2 separate regions of the Mus musculus genome follow, and region 1 is linked to region 2. The links are chromatin contacts, called in public HiChIP or PLAC-seq maps. All regions are on one chromosome and are shown on one strand. The core of a region is the stretch at or near the end of the contact, and the rest is flanking DNA. Distances in the headings are between cores, read along the strand shown.

Region 1 (3,646 bases), core at 553-3,052, 120 kb before region 2:
AGATGCCCAGTGTCAACACTGCACATAGCTCATCAGCGTGGCGGCATCTGTTTGGCCTGCATACCCCTCCTGTCTGAGCAAGTGTCGTGTTAGGGCCCTAAGTCTCCTCTGGGCCACACTCACCTTTAGGATAGGCACAGCTGCTCGGCAGCGGGCAGTCTTTATGTTCTTGAGGAAGTGTGATTCATCCTGCAACAGACAACCACATGGGTGAATGGGCAGTCCTTGATCCACAGCAGCCCACCTGACTTGAGCCTGGCTTGGTATCTGCCAGGAGGTTGCCTCCCTTGACCTATAGCTGTTCAAGGTGATGGACCAGTACACTCGGGAAGGGCCCAGACTTGGGGCAGGTTCTTTATTATACACTGGATAAGATATTGTCTCTTTCTCTAGGGCAGTCTTCCACCTGGAAAGGGGGTTAGTGAATATGTGCCCCGATCTGCCCACTGGGTACATAGGTGGACAAACCCCTGACAGGTGCCTTGCCACCCTGTGGGAGACGCCTCACAACTGCATGGCGTTAGTCAGGCGTGCTGGAGACCTCCTACATGCTCTCAACTGGTGTCAAGTTCTGAGGTCTGGCACTGCCCTCAGCCTTTGCAGACACACTGGCAGCAGACACACTGGCATTAGACCAGACAATCATGCCACCATAGTCGTGCACACAAAGCACTGTGGGAACTGAAGAAGGAGAAACAGACTGATCCCTGTCCTCTGGGGGGACACTGTGCTAGAAATATAGCATTTGATGGACTTATAGTTGTACATTCTGTAAATAAACAAACATAAAATGTGCCTTATTTTCTAAAGACAAAGGAATGACGAACATATTCCTTCCCAGAAGGGAAAATCTTAGGTTGGCACATTGCTAATTGACTCTGAGCCACTAAATGACCTGTCTATGGTACCAGCTTCTCTACCTATAAAATACATATCATGCTATCAGATAAAATGGATATAAGCATATCAGCTTGCCATGTCTGAAATAAGCGAACACAGGGGCAGCCCTCAAAGCCATCCTGCCACCTAAGGAGGACTGCCTGGACCAGGGGCCACTAGTGGTGGTACCTCTGTCCCGGCGAGAATCTATAAGCTCCCAACCTGCTCCATTTTTTATGATTAAAAGGGGGTGGGTGTGGGGCTTCAAAGACACAATAGACAGAGTGAGAGGTGACCTGTCCCTAGTTGTCAAGATAGCACCCCCCAGACGCCGGGGCTACTACATTCATGATCCTGATTCATGGTAAACCCTCATGAAAGTCATGAGAACACCATTTATAGAGAGAAGTTGCAGAAAATGTGTCAGGCATGAAAGGGAATTGGCCCTTTTAAGCCCAGATAAAAAGGTTCTCCTGCCAGCATCAACCATGAGCAGAAGCCTCGTCGGTGACAAGTGCTTCTCAGAGCTGCCACTTCGTCCCTTGCTACAGAGAAGCCAGAAGATGGCAAGCTGTTTGCTTCATCTGAGGACAAGGTAACACTAGCGGCAAGCAGCTTGCCCTCCACCTCAAGGCTGACTGAGCGATGAGCCAGGAACAGAAACACATCAATTTCGAGGCCACAAAGTTTCAGCCGACATGACTGTGGGGCAAGGCCGGATGTGCCCACGCTGCCAGCTCGAGTGAATTAGAGGTGGCACTGCCTGGGACCACAGGGGAGAGCAGTGGCTGCAGGTGGGACACCTGAGACAGGGGCATAGTCAGGAAAGGCAGCCACCACCGTCCCCACATCCCGGAGCCATTGTGACCATCCTGGGATGTTTCGTTTAATATTTCACCTCACTGGAATGCTGGCGTCCTTTCAAAACCACACTTGAATCCATGCCAAGCCCAACACGGCTCCCCCACAGACTCAGATTCCCAAAATAGCGTTGATAAAGTATGTGTTCTCGTTTGCACACACTAAGGAACACAGGGTGGTTCTCATGTCCAGAACACACTACACATCTCCTGGGGTCTGCAATCACGTCTCCTTCTCTGCTCTGAGCTCCTGTGGTGTTTGTATTCAGAACCATGTTTACATACTCTACACTGACAGCTGGCTGGCCACCAAGTCTCCCCAGATGTTCATCAAGTGTGCAAAGATGAAAAAGAAAGCCAGTGGCTGAAAGCAGCACCTTCGGCTCTGGAGGCAGGTGATGATATCTCTAAGAACAACTCAAGTAAAAACTGATTTCCTTTTAGCAGGGATGGGGGCGTGTCTTCACACCAGCTGGAAGAGAATCATTGACTGCTGAACTGTATGGCTCCGCAGTGCTGACAAGTCGGTACCAATGCAGGCACACACTGTTCCTGACACAGCTGTAGTCTGGGACCTAGAATGGTCTGCTGTGCAACATGCTGGTCTCCATCCCTAGCCTGCCAATACAGGAGGGGCGGACTAGAAACCTTTGAACAGACTCGTCCCACCTGTTTAAAACGCTCCTCAGGAAAGTCTGGCACATAGGCTTAAGGGCTGCTTCAGGAAGGGAATAAAAAAATCATTCTCTATAAAAGAAAGGCAGCGATTTCTATTGCCCTCTCTCCGCAAAGCCCAAAGAGGACCAAGGAGGACACAAATTCCCAAATCTGTGGAGCCCTTCCGAGTGTCTAGACAAACAAAGTACTTCAGGGCTATGCCATTACTCACAATAATGACGACTTTGAAAGGGGTTTTTAGCTGCCTCTCCAACTTGCAAAGGAGGTCAAAGCTGACAATATTGACCAAGCCAGCTGTTAGGCGGCCCTTCCCGGTCACCACCACGTTGATGTTCTCTGGGCTAAGAGATGGAAGCCACCGAAGAAAGGCCTGCAGGGGAAAGGACAGTAGAAAGCAGTGATTCCAGCCAAGGCATCAACACTGGGGGGTGGGATTTGGGGCAAGTTTAACCTTCCCTGAAGACACAGTTCCTCTTCACAGCCTCCTGCATCTAACACACTCTGGTCACCTCTGTCTGCCTTTAGCCCACCCTTTAATTTCCCGACAGGACTCTCCCATGAGCAGGCCTTCCCATGCCTGTGCCTTCCCCTCTGTGATCTCTAGATGGTCCTGTTGGAGAAGAATGTAGCTCTTCCAAGAAAACTGTGCTTCCTGGGCACAATGAAAACATTTATGTCACTGTTTTCTTCAACCCCCCCCCCCCCCCCGCTGTCCCCCACAATGGATCACTCAATAAACCAGGTATCTAGGAGCCTTAGGAAGGCCACTGGGTGTCTCCACACGGAAGCCCCAGCACTTAGGTGTCCCCTTCCCTTTGCTTGCATGTGCCATGTCCTGACATCACTTCTCTGGTTATGAGCAGTGGCCTGACTCTTTTGGACTTTCCGAGGGAAATCTAGCCCCTACAGATGCATGATGACACTTTCCACAGGTAGTGGCAGGATCCAGACCTTACCAGCAGCAGGCTGTGGTGCATCCTCTGTACCATGACTCTGGGACCTTAGGAAGAGCTTAATTAACCTGTAAGGAGACTGGCACCACACCAGCAGCACAAAGCCACAAGCTCTGGGAATGAGCTGGGCCTTCCTTCACTGGGTTTGCTTAGAGGGATTTAATTATTCAAGGTTCACATCGGGCCTCCATCTATTAGGTGGTCTAAACACACTATGCACACCACCCTAGGGCAGACGAAGCACTGATCTAAAGTCAGGCAGCTGCCTCCTTAGGA
Region 2 (3,525 bases), core at 427-2,926:
CATAAACCTAATGCTATTCTAACTACCGGCCTTATACTGATGCCTGTACTTTTGACCATGACATGTAACATAGGTACTGTTCCTATTACTGCTAAGGATGATGAAGAACTGAGAAGCTCAGTGACACGGACAGAAGAAATATTGTACAGAAGTGGATGCTCACAGTCAGCTATTGGATGGAACACAGGGCCCCCAATGGAGGAGCTAGAGAAAGAACCCAAGGAGCTGAAGTGGTCTACAACCCTATAGGTGGAACAACAATATGAACTAACCAGTACCCCCGGAGCTCGTGTCTCTAGCTGCATATGTAGCAGAAGATGGACTAATCGGCCATCATTGGGAAGAGAGGCCCCTTGGTCTTGCAAACTTTATATGCCTCAGTACAGGGGAATGCCAGGGCCAAGAAGTGTGAGTGGAAGGGTAGGGGAGTTGTTGGGGGGAAGGTCTGGGGGACTTTTGGGATAGCATTTGAAATGTAAATGAAGAAAATACCTAATTAAAAATTAATATTTTAAAAAAAAAGAAGAAGAAGAAATATTGCATAGCTTGTCATGAGCAGTGCTGGGATCGAAATCCAGAGGAAATCCATGCTCTTCATGACTGCTAAAGCTAAATGAGGATTAGTTACTAGCTCTAGTCTAGTTATTGGCTCCAAGGAAGGAAGCCAGGGAAGTTGCCATGGGAAGGGAGAGAGGAGAGGGGGAAGTGAGAGAGAGAAGGGTGGGGTGAAGGGGGAACCAAAACGTTTGGATTATATAGGGAAGAGCCTTTGGGGGAAGGGCAGCCTAGACTCTGGGCTGGAAAGTTCAGAACTGGGGGCAGAGATTGGGAACTGGGGGTAGGGATTGAGCAAAGCTAGGAGAACCTAGAAGCCAGGTCTACTTTGATATGTAAAATATGCACCTCAGTCCCTTGTCCCAGACACTCGGCTTGAATGACAAGCACTTTCCTGACCAAGCCATCCACAGCCCCAGACATATTTGCTCCAGGTAAACTCCTAGGGTTAGGAGAGAGAAAGGAAAATTCTGGTAGGGCTCCTTAGAGGATTGTAATTCCATTCTTAGGTCAACCCGAAAGTCTCAACTGTCAAGGGTTAGAATTTCCAACCTTAAGAGCTGGGCCACACTTGGAACATAATCTAAGTTTCATTGAGGGGCCCTTGTCTAAGATGCTGGTTATTTCTAACGGAGAAGAGACAGCTGGCTAAGAGGATGGGTACTGGGAGGGTTGGCACTGTCATCAGTCATCAGGCAGTGAGGGCAGCCTTGCTTCTTTTCTCTAGAGAACCATCTTTTTCACCCCCCCCCCCATACCAGAAAACATTCCTGAGGCTATCAATAGTGAAGATGAGTTAGGTGTATAACCCCAGAGCTTGGGAAGTTGAGGTGGGAAGAAAGCAAATTTGAGGCCAGTTGCTTGGTAAATTCAAGACCAGCCTGTGCTTGCCACATAGCAAGATCCTGTCTCAACATCACAACAAAACAAAATAGCAGTGGACACTATACTAGGATATACTCATACAGCAGGGACTGGAGTTCTACACTGTGACTGCGACACTAGTGACCCATAACTTCTGTGTATGATATCCAGGACCCACGGATAGCCATGCCCTGCTCAACAAAGGCACAGTGAGAGGGTGACAGGTCAAGCCTGAGTCAGGCTAGAGTCAGACAAGGAGAGCAAATGTAATCTTTGAGGCCCAATGGAAAAGTCAACAGGAGGAACCTGCCCAGTGCCAAGGAGTTGAGTTGGAGTCAGAAGTGGGTATGAAATGGCAAGTCCAGGAGATAAATTGAGACAGACAAGGAAAGCCATGACAGCTGAAGAATATTAGAGTAGGCAAGACCTGGTGGCTTTGCCACTGGCCAGACAGAATTTTTGGACAAGATACGCCAATGAAGTAACTGAGACCTTTGGCTCTATCTCTAGGTAAGTTGCAGACACCCACAATCTAAACTTTACAACAAGTCTTATTTCAAGTAGCAACCTGCGTGTCTGATGCTATGGGACAGAGAAGCTCTGATGGGGGCAAAGTCTTTTTTTGGTTGTCTCTTATGGTTTCTGGTCCACATGGCCACTCACAGTTGAGGTATTACACAATCTGAAGGGTCTCACTCACATAACCTACAAGTACCCAGTACCCCCAGACTTGCACTATGTATAACCCACATGGATGTACGTGGTCCTGTCTGGGCAGTAAAGCTCCCTGTTGTGGCCTGAGGTCTAGTCCTTAGCCTTTCTTTAGCCTCTTCCAACACTGTTCGCTACCCTTCCTTCCTCCCTCCTCCTCCTCCTCCTCCTCCTCCTCCTCTTCCTCTTCCTCCTCCTTCTCTCTCTCTGTCTCTCTCTCTCTGTCTGTCTCTGTCTCTGTCTCTGTCTCTCTCTCTCTCTCTCTCTCTCTCTCTCTCTCTCTCTCTCTCTCTCCCTCCTCTATTTACACTGGCTGTCTTCTAATCCCCTGTCTCCTAGGATAGATTAAAGATGCCTCTTCCTCCGATAGACAGGTCAACATTCCCTCTTCTCAGATCTAGTCGAGTTTCATGATCACTTGAGCAGTAGCATGAAGTACAAATGGCACTGTAATGATTTTCTGGTTTCTTAGAACACAATCCTTGTGAGCACTGAGTCACTATGTCCTGGGTGCAGCTACTGTAGATAGCACAGGACAGTCACGTGAGTGCCAAGGCCTCAGCTGCCCCCAGTCTTCCTGCCATCCTTCTTAAGACACCAGGTGTAGGAGCCGAGTCAGCTTGAATTTTCCAGGTCAGCTCACCTGTCAACTGGATACTACCCAGTGACCTCAGTCAATGCCCCAAGGAGCAGGTGCCCACATGTCTAACCTACAGGATTATGAGATGAATGTGGTTTTTAGCCACTGAAATTCAGAAGAGTTGTTAGGATCTAGAGGGATGGCTCAGTTAATCAAATACTCGCCACTCAAGCATTAGAACTTGAGTTCAGATCCCCATGCTCATGTAAAAAGCTGGGCATGGGACATATGCCTATAACCCCAGGGTGTGATTGCATCACAAGCATCTATTCCTCCTACTGTATAGTAGCAGGGACCATAATACCCCAGGCACATAACTGGTACCTGGCACACAGTATACACTAAGTCCTTCAAGAATGAATGGATGAGGGGTCGCATGCATGATGCATGCCTGCATGCATGGGCACACGGTCCTAGCCTTTCAACCTGTTATAGAATAGTGTCACCCCAGAGACTGCTCTGTGTGCTTGGAGGGGCCAAGCGATGGGGATCTAGAAGCCGCCCACCTTCATACACAAAGCAGGTTTCTTTATTTGTGTCATACGCTGATAGTCTTTCATAAGATTCACAAAAAGTAAACTGGTTGTGCTTCATTGAAAAGACAACTTCTCCTGACTAAACAATCCAGGCCCGGTCTGCACTCCCCTCTCTGTGCCTAGGCAAACTGCTGGGGGCAGTAGGAAGAGCAGGGTTAGGCTGGGGCTCCTAAGAGGCAGCTGCTTGCTCCCCTATTCCAGGGTGGGGTTGAATCCTGT

What was found. HiChIP or PLAC-seq counts read pairs in DNA pulled down with a chosen protein or histone mark.
Region 1: a FOXA1 HiChIP or PLAC-seq map of pancreatic cancer cells shows a contact between it and region 2. The contact joins two enhancer-like sites. A contact is called at or near these places in 1 of 484 Hi-C or Micro-C datasets (colorectal tumor organoids), 2 of 115 datasets of contacts at active chromatin or transcription factors (embryonic basal ganglia and pancreatic cancer cells) and 1 of 9 other capture datasets (adipose tissue).

Annotation. Positions count from the first base shown.
Region 1 is chr1:72,597,912-72,601,557 of GRCm38.p6, reverse strand. Smarcal1 (SWI/SNF related matrix associated, actin dependent regulator of chromatin, subfamily a-like 1) reads right to left here. Exons shown (of 17, transcript NM_018817.2): 8 at 2,629-2,787; 9 at 124-189. Among named protein-coding and RNA genes, the nearest start is that of Smarcal1, 16 kb to the right of the region's middle. Within about 2 kb of position 1,802, at least 54 of the 459 cell types and tissues checked have an H3K27ac peak or open chromatin away from gene starts, as enhancers often do. A contact at or near this core is called in pancreatic cancer cells, where this site is marked.
Region 2 is chr1:72,474,917-72,478,441 of GRCm38.p6, reverse strand. All of the region lies in intron 1 of Marchf4 (membrane associated ring-CH-type finger 4), which reads left to right. Among named protein-coding and RNA genes, the nearest start is that of Marchf4, 60 kb to the left of the region's middle. Within about 2 kb of position 1,676, at least 3 of the 459 cell types and tissues checked have an H3K27ac peak or open chromatin away from gene starts, as enhancers often do. A contact at or near this core is called in pancreatic cancer cells, where this site is marked.